Linked DNA regions of Mus musculus: region 1 is linked to region 2. A link is a contact called in public Hi-C data. All regions are on one chromosome and are shown on one strand. Each heading gives the region's core, a stretch centred on a gene start, on an enhancer-like site or on the middle of the called end of the contact. The rest is flanking DNA. Distances are from core to core; before and after follow the strand shown.

The links. A called contact is a pair of places that touch in the nucleus more often than the background predicts.
Region 1: a contact with region 2 is called in a Hi-C map of the C2C12 cell line, with 3 times the contacts expected there. The contact joins two enhancer-like sites. A contact is called at or near these places in 7 of 39 promoter capture datasets (the 3T3-L1 cell line, hippocampal neurons, liver and 2 more), 4 of 15 datasets of contacts at CTCF or cohesin (the NIH/3T3 cell line, embryonic stem cells, large pre-B cells and 1 more), 31 of 484 Hi-C or Micro-C datasets (the AML12 cell line, B cells, the Ba/F3 cell line and 21 more), 4 of 115 datasets of contacts at active chromatin or transcription factors (astrocytes, bone marrow-derived macrophages, craniofacial prominence and 1 more) and 1 of 9 other capture datasets (embryonic stem cells).

Annotation. Positions count from the first base shown.
Region 1 is chr10:95,540,136-95,547,159 of GRCm38.p6, forward strand. Ube2n (ubiquitin-conjugating enzyme E2N) reads left to right here. Exons shown (of 4, transcript NM_080560.3): 2 at 1,070-1,316; 3 at 1,503-1,643; 4 at 2,137-5,523. The coding sequence ends at 2,177. It overlaps Nudt4 (nudix (nucleoside diphosphate linked moiety X)-type motif 4), which reads right to left. Exons shown (of 5, transcript NM_027722.5): 5 at 6,872-7,024. Among named protein-coding and RNA genes, the nearest start is that of Mir3058, 16 kb to the right of the region's middle. Within about 2 kb of position 4,741, at least 40 of the 459 cell types and tissues checked have an H3K27ac peak or open chromatin away from gene starts, as enhancers often do. A contact at or near this core is called in the C2C12 cell line, cortical neurons and liver, where this site is marked.
Region 2 is chr10:94,989,566-94,996,761 of GRCm38.p6, forward strand. No RefSeq gene overlaps it. Among named protein-coding and RNA genes, the nearest start is that of Gm40744, 32 kb to the left of the region's middle. Within about 2 kb of position 1,841, at least 149 of the 459 cell types and tissues checked have an H3K27ac peak or open chromatin away from gene starts, as enhancers often do. A contact at or near this core is called in the C2C12 cell line, cortical neurons and liver, where this site is marked.

The sequences.
Region 1 (7,024 bases), core at 3,491-5,990, 550 kb after region 2:
TTTCCTAGGCTTATTCTTTTCTCCAGTACCTCCAGAGTGTGGTAGCACTCTGCGTCCATGCTTCCGCCAGATGAAGTTGGAAAATCCTATGGCAAAGTGGTCTCTTTATTGAACAAGAATTTTGTCATTCTTCCCTATTTTGTGTATTGTTACTTACATAACATTCCCACTGTTTTAAGCACTATAAGTCATCTAGAGATGGTTTGAAATATAAAGATTTTTGTAGTTTAAATACAAATACTTGTACAATTTTATGTAAGAGTCTTGAACATCCAGAGATTTTTGAGAATTCTAGACCTCGTCTGCCCTTGACTACAAAGGATGACCAAATTTTAGAAGAGTTCAATGGCCTATTTTTCTTGCTTTTTTTTTTTAAGATTTATTTATTTTATGTGTATAAGTACACTGTAGCTTTAGATACATCAGAAGTGGGCATCAGATCCCATTACAGATGGTTGTGAGCCATGTGGTTGCTGGGAATTGAACGCAGGACCTTTGGAAGACTAGTCAGTGTTCTTAATCACTGTGCCATCTCTCCTGCCCAGTGACTTGGTTTTAAATATAATTTAGAGCAGGTTGCTTTGCCTATTGTAGCAACCCTGGTGTCATTTTTCTTTTCCTTTTATGTGAGCATAAAAATTGGTTTTATTAATCCAATCTAGAATGTGATAATGTCCTGCAGTTATATTCAGTTGGTTGTTGTTACATGAATGGTCTGGTGTTGGTTGGTTGGCTGGTTGGTTGGAAACAGGGTTTTCCTATATAGCCCTGGCTGCTTGACTGTCCTGGAACTCACTATGTAGGCCTCTGCTGGGATTAAAGGTGTATCCCATCATACCTGCCATAAAGCCTTTTATTATTGTTTTGGGTGTGTGCATTATTATGGCATGATGCAGAGGTCAAAGAAATTCTTAAAAGAACTCAAAGAAGAGTTTCACGTTTTATGTGAAAATTATGCCATTGGGAGATTGTGTTATATTTAATTTCAAAAGACGAACTTCCTAATTTTAATTTTGGTGTCTAGTGAAATGACATTTGTTTCACAGGTATGCTTGTTTTTCTGTTGTAGGAAACCCAGCGTTTGCTGGCAGAACCAGTTCCTGGCATTAAAGCAGAACCAGATGAGAGCAACGCCCGTTATTTTCATGTGGTCATTGCTGGCCCCCAGGATTCCCCCTTTGAGGGAGGGACTTTTAAACTTGAACTATTCCTTCCAGAAGAATACCCAATGGCAGCACCTAAAGTACGTTTCATGACCAAAATTTATCATCCTAATGTAGACAAGTTGGGAAGAATATGTTTAGATATTTTGAAAGGTAAGTGTTGTTTGTCACCCTGTGCTTTATTAACGTGTCCTTTTTGTCCTAAGCATTCTACATTTAGAATGTAAGCATTGGAATCTCACTGTATGCTAACAGCCCCAGAGTGTGTGGGAGGGAAGTGCAGCAGTTCTGGGCCTGTTGTCCATGCTTTATCATATACTGGGCCTGTTACCTTCATAGATAAGTGGTCCCCAGCACTGCAGATCCGCACAGTTCTGCTATCAATCCAGGCTTTGTTAAGTGCTCCTAATCCAGATGATCCATTAGCAAATGATGTAGCCGAGCAATGGAAGACCAACGAAGCCCAAGCCATAGAAACAGGTACTTAATATCTATTCTCTTTCTTTCACCTGCTCTGCTTTTCAAGCTAGGTCCCTTACCATTTGATGTTTTATTTACAAGCTTACATTTAAAAATATTCTGTGAAGGAGATTTTGCAGTGTTTAACCACATGTATATACTATAATGACTACTGTATTGGCAGTATGTGAAGATACTAGAAAACTTGGAAACTGTTCTTTTTTTATGGTCCACTTAAAGGATATAGCCATTTATAGAATCAACAAACTTCTTCCTGCTATAAACATATCATCTATTCAAAAATGAAAGAACGTTTTCTATCTGTTGAATTTTATGAAAGGTTTGAAGCTAGTCTAGTCTATATAGTGAGATTCTTAGAAAACAAAACCCCTAATTAGTTGCACTGTTTTGGTAGTAAGGTATTCAGAAAACTGGTCTGATCCAGTTTATAGGAGATGGTATCTATCTTGTTTGGAAAGAAACTAACAGCTGCATATTTGTTTTTTGTCTACAGCGAGAGCATGGACTAGGCTATATGCCATGAACAATATTTAAGTCGATCAGATCATCGAGTGTACACCACTTCTCCTGTTCTGCCAAGACTTCTTCCTTTTTTTGTTTGCATTTAATGGACACAGTCTTAGAAACATTACAGAATAAAAGCCCAGGCATCTTCATCTTTGGTGATTACATGCACATTAGCAAATCTGTCTTGTCCTGATTCACTGTTGTAAAGCATGAGCAGAGGCTAGAAGTACCATCCGGGTTGCTGAGAGATGCTGAGAAGCAGGACTCTCTGCTTTGACTCCTTCCCCATCATGGTTAAAGTACAAGGCACTGTGAATGAAGGTAGTTGTCAGGGTTAGCTGCCAGGGGTATGGGTGTTATTTTATTTTTAGGGGGAAAGTAGTTTTATTTTAATTTTATGGCCCCCTTCCCCCTCCCCCCTCTTAAAGGATCTAATTGCAGTGGTTAAATGCAGCTAACCAGTTTTTTTAGAATATGCTCTCTAGCCAAGTCTAACTTTAGACGCTGTAGATGGACAAGCTTGATTGTCTGAACCAAAATGGGAACATTAAATAAACATCACAGCCCTCACTAATAACATTGTGACTTTGCTGTCAAGTGTAGATTCTCCACCCCCACCCCCACCCCGAAAAGACGAAGAAAAAGCTTGTGACCATTTTGTATGGCTTGTCTGGAAACTTCTGTAAATCTTATGTTTTAGTAAAATATTTTTTGTTATTCTACTTTGCCTTTGTACAGTTTATTTTACTGTGTTTATTTCGCTTTCCCGATGTGACAATCGTATTTAAAATTAAAATGGATGGGACATTCTGTTTTAGTCCTCTCCATCTGACAAATTGGCAAGAGGAGAATTTTACCAGTTTGTTTCATTGATGCAGATCTGTGTTAGGATTCTACTGAGTGAGTATTTATAAACTGGCTCTGAGCATGCATGAAGCATCAATATCTCTTTTTTTTCTTAAGCCTCCTAGAAATTTGAAATAAATATTACCTGATTCAATTAGGTGATCCTTGGTGTCCTTGCCATGTTTGAAAGTTGACCATACTCAGCAGTCACAGTGAAGAGGGCAGTTGCATGTCACATATGGCATTTGAGCTTCAGGTGTAGGTTATGACTTCTCTTGGTTCTTGTCTGAACACTATATGACCATTGGTTTGTGCTATTAGGAAAACTCTAGTTATTTGATTTTGCTGAGGCAGTTTTGAGTCCTCCTGCAGACCTAATGAACCCGGCAAGTGGTGTCATTGGCTCTTCAGTTCCTGTGCATTTGCTATGTAGCCCTGGCTGTCCTGGAACTCACTATTACAGACCAGGCTGGCCTTCAACCCAGAGATCTGGCTGCCTCTTCTAGGATCAAAGGCCACTGTGCCCAGCTATTCCTTTTATCCTTTAATTTGCTCTTAGTAGTTGTTTTTTTTCCTGTGTAAAACAATCCCTTTCCACATTTTCTACATGGAATTTCTGATTCTTGCTATTTTAAAGTCGTATACATGTAAATGCTAACCTTATGGTCAGAAATCTTCATCTCCATAATCTTCATGCAAGGTTATGGATTTCTTCATAACTTAAGTTTTTTTTCTCTTTTGAATGCAGACTATTTTATTGTGTTAGAATAGAATTTAATAGAATTATCTATTAAAATTATATTTTCAACATATAAGAGCTTTTGACAACTGATAACTGGATCCTTCCAAATAAATGCATTTTGTTAACAAATGTAAAGTTTAGAATAAAATTGCTAATGGCCCTACCTGATACTGTGAAATTTTAAACTCTCTAACAGCAGTTGTTACAATTCTTGGCCTGAGTACATCTTTGTCCATGGCTAAGACAGTTCTCACTTTAAAAAAGCAGACTTGACAGGACTTGAAGTTAACCATTCACCACTCAGCATTCCATCCTGAAAGCCAGAGCTGCTCCTAGTCATAGCTGATGCCTTACACATTACCCACAGTGGCCTGGTGGGCAGAGGTTTCAGTTTTCCCAGTTTACATTAGGACTCCTAATTTCCTGGCATCACATTTTCTTTGAAGGTTTTGATGAGTCCCATTGTTTGAAATTTGCTCTCTTAGCCAGTTGGAAGAAGCAAGAATTGTTACTTATGCCTGGGCTGAAAAGAAACAACAGGTTGAGGTGGAGGTTGAACTCTGGTAACTACACCTGGCTTATGGACCTGTTTTCGTTGGCCAGGAAAATGGTTGGTTCAGAGCTGTTAAATGATAGTATTGCAGAAACTCGGGATAGTGAATAAGACGTAGCACTAATTAGACTGATGATCATTGTGTGGACATCTCCTGGCAGGAGCTGAGTAGCAGTTACCACTGGATGACATGCCATTCTCTTTTTCTGTTTAAAGTAGGTCGGAATCATTCCCAGCCTACCTGTTTCTGTATGTGTGGTTCTGTTTTCTTACAAAGTTTTGACTTTGTAGCCCCAGCAAAAGAAAGACATTCACTTAACAAAAGCATATTAACATTTGCCTGCTGCTTGCTGGTTTGAGGATGTAGATGTGAATGAATAGTTTGGGCCTTTCCTTTGAAGGGACAGCATAGGCGTGGGAACAACACAATAGTTGCAGCTCCTCTTGGAAAGGCTAATCTTCTGGACTCAAATCAGACAAACGCCTCCAACCTCCAGAAATCTGCACATGCAGAGCTCAGAGAGAGAAGAAAACCAACTTCTTCCAAATTGGCATCTTGAAGTCAGTTCTGAAGCCCTAGAGTATAAATGTGGGCTTTGTGGTTTGAAGTTTTTGTTCTCTTTTGTTGTCTATTTTGCTGTGATTCACTTCTACTGTGAGATTAGTTAGCCTTGGTTCACTCAGATCATAGGCATTCTGTATATAATACTGAATACTCACACTAGACCAGGAATGTACTTGTAAGATAAAGTTCAGTGTAAATCGATATATTCAAACCACAGGGGTGCTGTGCTCAGCATTTCTCCGGAGGGTGGGGAAGACCATCTGGTGTTCTGTAAGAGTGCTCCCAGTCAGCCAAGTAGACCTCAGTGGTGTCATGTGGACAGTTGGTTGGCTTTGTTTCCCTGGTGGTTTAGGTATTGTTCTCTTGACTAATGTAATAACATCAGTTTTTATTACTGCAGAATCGGAAGTTTTAGGACTACATAGGAGAGCTATCCACATACAAATTACGAAGTGAGATGAGAAATTGGGTACCTAACCCACTATTCCGTAAGAAATATGTAATATTTCATTGGAATGTATTCTGGGGCTGGGAGCAACATTTCATTTAGCTATGAAGCATGCCGCCTTTTAAGGAGCTATATCAGGGTTTATATTTTAAGTAAAAGGAAAACATGTTGAATGTAATTTCAAAGAAGTATAAACAATAAAAACGTATACCGATTGGATGTGATGATTTGACTGGTCTGTTTCCTGCACTGCTCACTCACCTCCACACTCATTTCATTATCACTAAGGCTGGGCATCTTTGCTCTCAGGGTTAGCCTTTCCCTCTACACACTTCTGTTACTAGGGATTGAACCTTTTCTTGTGTGAGTTAGGCAAGTACCTCCAAGATGATAGTCATCTATCTTAGCTGGAATCGTCCAGGAAGGTATTAAAAACCAGGGAGAAGCTGGGTTAGGGGGCAAAATGACTTTAAATCCCAGTATTAAAGGCTAAGTAATCAGCTCAAGGCCAGCACAGAATACTTTAGTACCAGGACAGCTGGGGCTTTTAGGGAAGGCACAGGGTGTTTTGTCTATATGAGCACCATGTTTGTGGCACTAACCTCAGACTAGTTTGTAAGCCGATGTATGGGTGTTAGGAAACGGCAATTCACCTCATGATAAAGCTTGATTTTGGAAGATCTTTGTTTCTGTGTATCTCTGGCTGGCCTGGAACTCAGAAATCCCCTTGCCTCTGCCTCCCAAGTGCTGGGCGTGCACCACCACACCCGACTTCAATAAAATTTTTACAAACTATAGAACAAAAAAGCTATACATGGAAGACTTAGATGCTATGCATAAACAGATAGTGAGGCAGCTGGTTATTCTATCCAGTGTGACAGAAAATCCTGGTTTTTCTCTGTAGTCCTGGCTGCCCTGGAATTTCTCTATAGCCCAGGCTGACCTTGAACTGAGATCTTCCTGCCCCTGCTAACTATGCCTGGCTTCAGACTTGGAAATTGAGACCAATAGAGACCAGGCTGGCTTTGAACCTGTGATTGATTAGCATAGCAGTGCTGCTCTCCTTGTCTCCCAGAGCTTAAAGGCATGTGTTATTACTACTTACCCAGCCCAAACTACTGCATTTAATCACTGCTCTGAAACTTCTAGTTCTTTTACATGTTTGAGTGGAAATTATAGTAAGGAATGTCCTGTTATTTTTCTAGTTTTGGTTATTAACCTATTAGGAAACTTCATGGCGTTAAGCCACCAATCCAAGTTAGTCGAAGTGCACAAGAGCTGTGTGTGTGTGTATGAAGTCTGATGTGAGTTTTACTGTAGAATGCCACATGGAAGTATAGAATGGCTGCACATGATATAAATCTAGCTGAGGGAACAGATTCTATACAGCAAAGGCATAGCTCTGAAACCTGTGTGTGTGATGCTGTGAACCTCTGTGGGTGCTGGAACCAATGTCAGATCATTTCAAAGAAGAGCAAACACTCTTAAGCCATTTCTCTAGCCCCCTGTAAAAGCATGTACCTGAAAGATGAAAACAGGCTCTTCTTAAACTAAAAATAAACATACAGAGGTTGTTTCCATTTTTATTTGATGTTTCCAAACGTAAAAAAGTCAAGATTCTTACAATTCTTACAACAGTTCGAATGCAACCATCTCAGATGAGACCATGCAAAGCAACTCTTGTACACATACCCTTTTCTCTCCTTCACCTTTGCTGCTT
Region 2 (7,196 bases), core at 591-3,090:
ATCAACGGAATTGGTGCAGGGTGAGGGTGTACCCATTTCTAGCTTCTACCCTGTTTTCCCTTTTCGCTTCTGAAGCCAAAGAGCACAACCCATCTCTTGCTTCCTGTCCATTCCCAAGCCATAGTCTGTGAGTGCTGCAGACCTTGCCATTGATGGAGCAGCTCCCAGACTTTGTCCCTTTGGAATCTTCCAAGGCCAGGGACACTGGTGACCAGTGTCTCCCTTGGCCCATGTCCCACTCAGCACCTTTCCTGTCTTCCTGATGGCTTGTTCTCAGTTCCAGAGAGGCCCACACCTCCGCCCACATGTTTTCAGTTCTGTTCTCCACACCTATGACATCATGTGCTCACGCACATTGTAATTCCGGTCCCAGTATGGTTCCTGAATTCGAGTGTTTCTGCCTATATGGTGTTCCAGCTGCACGCCCACAAGATTCCTGGACTCTCACAACCCAACAACACCACTCATTATCCCCATCCCCACCCACCTCTCAGAATGATCCCAGCACATTCTCTGGTGACCTGTTCACCCCTTTAGACGGTGCGGTGCTCCCTCAAAGCCTGTCATGTGCACACCCTGCCCTTACTGCCTTTTCTGTATTCTACCAGCTGCTTACTGATGTATAACTACTGCAATGGTGCAGTTACACCCTCTCGTTCTGGAAGCTCTTTGTGAGTTCAGGTCCTTGGGCCTTACTTATAGAGTCTGATTTAGTAAGAACAAAGGTAGGGTCAGGGATATATAGTCTTAGATGCCCCCTATCCCAGTAAACAAAACAAAACAAAACAAAACAAAAAACCAACCCATGACCAAGGCCTCTCAGCCCAGTGCTTTGTCTGTGGATTAAGAGCTACAACTAGAGTTGCCTAACATCTTCTGACCACTTGATAGTTCCTGAGCTGTATCGAGCCCTGTCTATGCAGGCACACCACTAACTCTAGGTTTAAACCACTGACGACTCCATTTTACGCTGTGAACACAGGGGTACAGGGAGCCATCAGTCTGTCCAAGGACACTGTGCCTCCCATCCAAAGCCTGTTCTCAATGCTACGTTTTCCTTTGTCGTCTGCCTGCATGGTCCTGCTGGCCAGATGGCTTTTGTTCTCCAAGTGGCCAACCCCCTCCATTTTTCTGTGGCTTCTGAACACATTGCATAGCTATCAGCTTAAATCCCCTCCAATTGGTTAATCATAGTTTTATAGACCAGCACAGACAGCCTGAGTCCTCTCTCTGTGGTGTTGCAAAGCTAAACTCAGGCGTCAGCTGGGACTTGGTTTTTCGCAAAGCAAGCTTTGGCTTCTCTCCCAGCGCCCTGGCCACTGTCAGAACTCACTTTCTCACAGTTTGGCTCTCAGCTCTCTCCCGGCTAGCCAAATTCCTAATGAACAACCAATCAGAGAAAACTCCACAAGAGTCCTTTTGAGTCTCCAATCTCTTCTGCCAGGAACATTCCAGTCCCTTTAAAGTGTTCAGCTGATTGGGCGAGGCCTGCCTTGGACAAGCTTTAGATTTTTAAGATTGGCAGACCCGGGGATCTTAACCACACCCACAGATTCTCTTCCCAGCAGCCCTCAAGTTCATTGTTTGAACAACGGAGTGGAAGGATGTGTACATTGTGGGCTGTCAATCCACTTTTATTCTGTCACGCTACTTGACCTCCAGGACCCAGCTCAAGTGGTGACTGCTCTCCTCCATCCACAAATCACACACACACACTCCATTTTTCCAGTGGACTATGGTGTTTTTTAAATAAAACACTCCCCCAAACCCGGGTCCATTTTCTGCACCAACCTAGGCTGTTTCTAGAGAGCAGGAGCCTAGACTGGGACATCTGTGTTCCCAGTACCTAGGAGAGCGTCTAGCTTAACACATTCGCTGCTAGAACGATGTGCCAGTTGAGCAAGCTCTCCAGATAAGAGCGTTTCTTTCGGAATCACGTAGGACAATGCTTGCGGGGAAGTGCTAGAAACCTTCAGCGAGGCTGTCTTTGATTCCCCAGGTCTTTGAAGGCAAAGATGAGCTCCAGTTTACTTAAAGCTCCTCTGAGCAGAAGCCTCGGCAACGGTGAGGCGGGTGGACCACTAGGTGTCACTCAAGATTCAATAAAGAGACGCAGGTCCTTAGAAAGCCATTTCTACCTTCCCTGGGGGAGGAAAGTGCTTAGGTGGTCCCCAGCCATTGTTTCTGTTGGTTCACGATCCCTCATTAGCCGCTGTTCTCTCTCTGCGGACGGACGCATTCTGGGTCTAAAATAGGACACCAGGCAGGCACCACGAGAGTTGGAACCTCCCGACTGTCGAATACAGCCTCGCAGTTTTATAGACAGGCAACTGACGTGTGTGTGTGTGTGTGTGTGTGTGTGTGTGTGTGTGTGTGTGTGTGTGGCTTTAGGGTGTGTCTGAGTTCCCTCCTACTCAAAAGTGTCTGAGATCTTTCTCAGGACCAAGACCCCTAGCTCCGGAGCTCTAGAGCCCAAGATGAGGAAGGTAATAGGGAACAAAAAAAGTAATAATCGGCCGTCTTTTTCTTAGAAACGAAGGCCTCAGGAGTGGGGGGACACTGTCTCCTTGGGATCAAGGACTGCAATTAGCCACCGGGCTGAAGGGAAGGGGCTAAGAGAGGGCTTGTGAGGAACAGCTCCTTGGCTTGATCTCTGGTTGAGGTTTTTTTTGTTTTTTGTTTTAAATGGCCCTCTAGAAGTGAAATCTAGGCATAGGGCTCACCAACTGCCAGGTTGTATTTTTCTTCACCCTCGGCAGAGGGCGCCCTTCCCCCGTCTCAGCTCCCTGCTGGGCCAAGGCCTGAGGCCAGCCCGAATCTTTACCCAGCCGTCTTGTGAAGCACCAGGGGCCAGCTGGCTCATTACACTGAGATAATTCCGGACACACTTATGTTTGACCTTGGACGCGGTCTTGAGATGTTCTACCCCTTTGGCCCCTGTGGTTCTAGGGCACATTGCTATCTTAAGTGAATATTGATTTGCCTTTCTTGGTGCTCCTGGGAAATGAGAGGTTACCCCACTGAGAAACCAGTTAAAGAAAGCTTGTTCGGAATGGAGAGTCCTGCCGGGCTTCATACACACACACACACACACACACACACACACACACACAGAGAGAGAGAGAGAGAGAGAGAGAGAGAGAGAGAGAGAGAGAGAGAGAGAGAGAGAGAGAGAAAATCTAATCTATCAATGCAATACATTCTTTTAAAATCTGGGAGCCTCCGGCCCCTCCCCCATTTGATTTGCTCGTTCTTCTTTGCATGAAAAAAAGTCATTCATTCATTCATTTAGTTTTACAACATGTGTTTTTATTAGGCACATTCTGGATGCCAGGGACCTGGCTTGGGAAAGCGGGCTGGCTTGCTGGTTTGGGTGAAGTAACTTGTGGGAAAGGAGATAACTGAAGAGATATTTGTAGGGATAAGAGTGAGCTATGCCTGAGATGACAGCCAGAGAGGAGAGGCAGAATGGGGTGGGGGTGGGGATGACAACAAGCCTTACCTGAACCTCAGCCAGGACTCTTTTCTGCCTCCCCTCCCTCTTGGGTTGCAAACTTAACAAAGGAAGTTGCGAGTTTTTGCTCTCCGCATAGCCCTTCTCTAGGTGAAGCCAGAGGCAGAGTGTGGCTAGACTCTGTTTCCAGCTTTGCACCACACTCCTGGGCTGAGCACCAGCCATTTTGCATGTTGAATTCACATCACTCATTGCCTGTGAGGCTTAACACGCTCTAAAAACAAGATGCCCATCTGGGTGCTGCAGCTGTTTCTCAGTGCTTGCCGAGCAGGTATCAGGATGCAGGTACCAAGGATGCAGGAAGGACCTTAGAGACCAAGGAGGAAGGCTGCTGGCTGAGAGGTGTTACAAAGGGATGATTCTGGGTCTGGGCCTTTAAGAACAGGTGAAATTAAGAATTAGTGTGTTCTGGGGAGACATGAAGAAATGTCTATTGACCCAGATAGGACATCCACGGCAGACCAAAGGAACAATTCTACTGTGGTGAGCCAGTGAATTTATTAGGGCTACTTGGTGACACAAAGGCTTGTGGCACTGCTGAAAAAGCTTATCCCCAAACTGCTAACCACATAATCCCCAGAGCTTTCTGCACAACTCTCCGGTGTGTGTGACCCAGGTTGGCTGGGCTCCAGTCCCATCTCCCCTCCCCCGGCCTCCTACCTCCAGTAAGTGTCACTGCTCGGGTTGGAAAGATGGCTTAGCGCTTAAGAGCACTGACTGTTCTTTTGAAGGTCCTGAGTTCAAATCCCAGCAACCACATGGTGGCTCACAACCATCCGTAATGAGATCTGACTCCCTCTTATGGAGTGTCTGAAGACAGCTACAGTGTACTTACATATAATAAATAAATAAATCTTTTTTAAAAAAAGTGTCACTCCTTATATGGTGTTGGGAAGGGAGGGCCCCTCTTGTGAATTTCCATAGCTTCTTGAAACTCAGAAGTTTTGTTTATTTCCTTAACAAGCCTCTGTTCGAGTTGGGGTGGAGGTGGGCATATGCTTCAGTTCCAAGGAAATATCTACTCAGCAATCAGGACTGGGTCCTGGATAGTTAGAAAGAAAAAAAAAAAGATTAAGACAAGTCCAGTATGCTTGTTAGCCTCACTAAGACAGAGAAGTTTGCCTCCACCATCCATGTTATCTGTAGTCCCAGAGCAGGCAGGTGGGCTCTCTGTGGCCCTGCCTGTGTCATTCTCAGAACAATGAAGGCAGAAGAAGGCAGAGGCTCAGGTCATCACCTCTACCTGCAACTGCAGGCAGAGCTCTGAATAAGGGGTTCAGACCACTGCTCCTCCTGTGCGCTCCTATAGCGGGCAGCGTCTTTCCTGTTGCCTTCGTGGTCTGCCCTGCCGGCCTTGGCCGCCTGCTCTCTGCTCATTTCACGATGGCGGCAGTCTCGTTCCCCTTCTTTAACCAAGCCCTAACTGGACCTTTCCTCACCCATATGCTCTTCCCGCGGCCTCCTTGGTGGCCTGCTCATCCCTGCTAAGGCCTCAGTTATCACCGTGGGCGCACTTTTCCCTCCCCTGAGACTGCTGGGCAGTGAGTAGATCCCCTGCTCCCTGCTGTAGCTACTTCCGAGGACTCAGGGCAACCTGAAGCGACCTCACTTAACTGCCCGTTTAGTCTCCGTCTGTGTGTAATCTTGGGCACTGGGACTTCCTGTCTTCCTCTCTTCAATAGCACGGGGCAGTCCAAAGATGGTAGATCATGTCGAAGGTACTCCATAAATATGTGTTAAGTGAACTGAATAAGAGAAGAAAACCCGGGTTGGAGTGATGGCTGTGGTGAGAACTTGGTGTTGAGGGTGTCTTGTGCTGACACCTGTCCTTTTCTGTGCTGTGACATGAACGTATCTGCAGATGCTATGCTAGGCGATGCCAGAGAGACACCAAGGACCATCATCCCGTTTACCCATCGGATGCCCAACTGCATTGAGACATAGTGTTAAATGGTAGGTGCCGAGGTTGAAGGGAGGGAGGCAGGAGGAGCTACTATTTGTAGAGGACAAAAAGGCTCTGGAGTTAGGTGGAGGCAAGGGGCACCTCACCCAAATGGGATCACATGTATTCTTCTGTGACAGGATGCTTCCACCTAGCAGAATGTCTTCCAGGTTCATTGGCATGATAACAAGAGTCAAACTTCTCTTCTGTTTTTTAAAAGGTAAAATGAAACATCTCCTCTACCCTACTTTGGAATAAACTACCAAGATTAAAGAGGAGAAAACACCCACAAAATAATTAATGCACAGATGGGGGAGGGGAGAAATCACTGAAAGGGCAGGAGAACATAGAAGGATAAGGATAGTACGACGGTTCCCAGCCTAGTATGACAGTCCCGCCCTAGTATGACAGTCCCCAGCCTAGTATGATGGTCCCCAGTCTAGTATGATGGTCCCCAGACTAGTATGATGGTCCCCAGCCTAGTATGATGGTCCCCAGTCTAGTATGACAGTCCCCAGCCTAGCATGATGGTCCCCAGCCTAGTATGATGGTCCCCAGCCTAGTATGATGGTCCCCAATCTAGTATGACGGTCCCCAGCCTATATGATTTTCCCTAGCCTAGTATGATGGTCCCCAATCTAGTATGATGGTCCCCAGCCTAGTATGATGGTCCCTAGCCCAGTATGATGGTCTCCAGTCTAGTATGATGGTCCCTAGCCTAGTATGACAGTCCCCAGCCTAGTATGACAGTCCCCAGAGAGTATGACAGTCCCAGACTAGTATGACATGGTCCCCAACCTAGTATGATGGTCCCCAGCCTAGTATGACAGTTCCAGACTAGTATGATGGTCCCTAGCCTAGTATGATGGTCTCCAGTCTAGTATGACGGTCCCTAGCCTAGTATGACAGTCCCCAGCCTAGTATGTGATGGTCCCCAGCCTAGTATGATGGTCCCCAGTCTAGTATGACAGTTCCAGACTAGTATGATGGTCCCCAATCTAGTATGACGGTCCCCAGCCTAGTATGACAGTCCCAGACTAGTATGACAGTCCCCAGCCTAGTATGTGACGGTCCCCAGCCTAGTATGATGGTCCCCAGTCTAGTATGACAGTTCCAGTCTAGTATGATGGTCCCTAGCCTAGTATGACAGTCCTCAGCCTAGTATGACAGTCCCCAGAGAGTATGACAGTCCCAGACTAGTATGACATGGTCCTCAACCTAGTATGATGGTCCCCAGCCTAGTATGACAGTTCCAGACCAGTATGATGGTCCCTAGCCTAGTATGATGGTCTCCAGTCTAGTATGATGGTCCCTAGCCTAGTATGACAGTCCCCAGAGAGTATGACAGTCCCAGACTAGTATGACAGTCCCCAGCCTAGTATGTGATGGTCCCCAGCCTAGTATGATGGTCCCCAGTCTAGTATGACAGTTCCAAACTAGTATGATGGTCCCTAGCCTAGTATGATGGTCTCCAGTCTAGTATGATGGTCCCTAGCCTAGTATGACAGTCCTCAGATAGTATGACAGTCCTAGACTAGTATGACAGTCCCCAGCCTAGTATAATGGTCCCCAGCCTAGTATGATGGTCCCCAGTCTAGTATGATGGGTCTCCAGTCTAGTATGATTGTCCCCAGTCTAGCATATTTAGAAGTGTCCATATCCCTTTGCTTGCAGATGGGGAGAATAGGAAAAGTGGAGGGCCGTAAAGGTTGATGGGGCAGAGATTTGGGTGTAAAGATT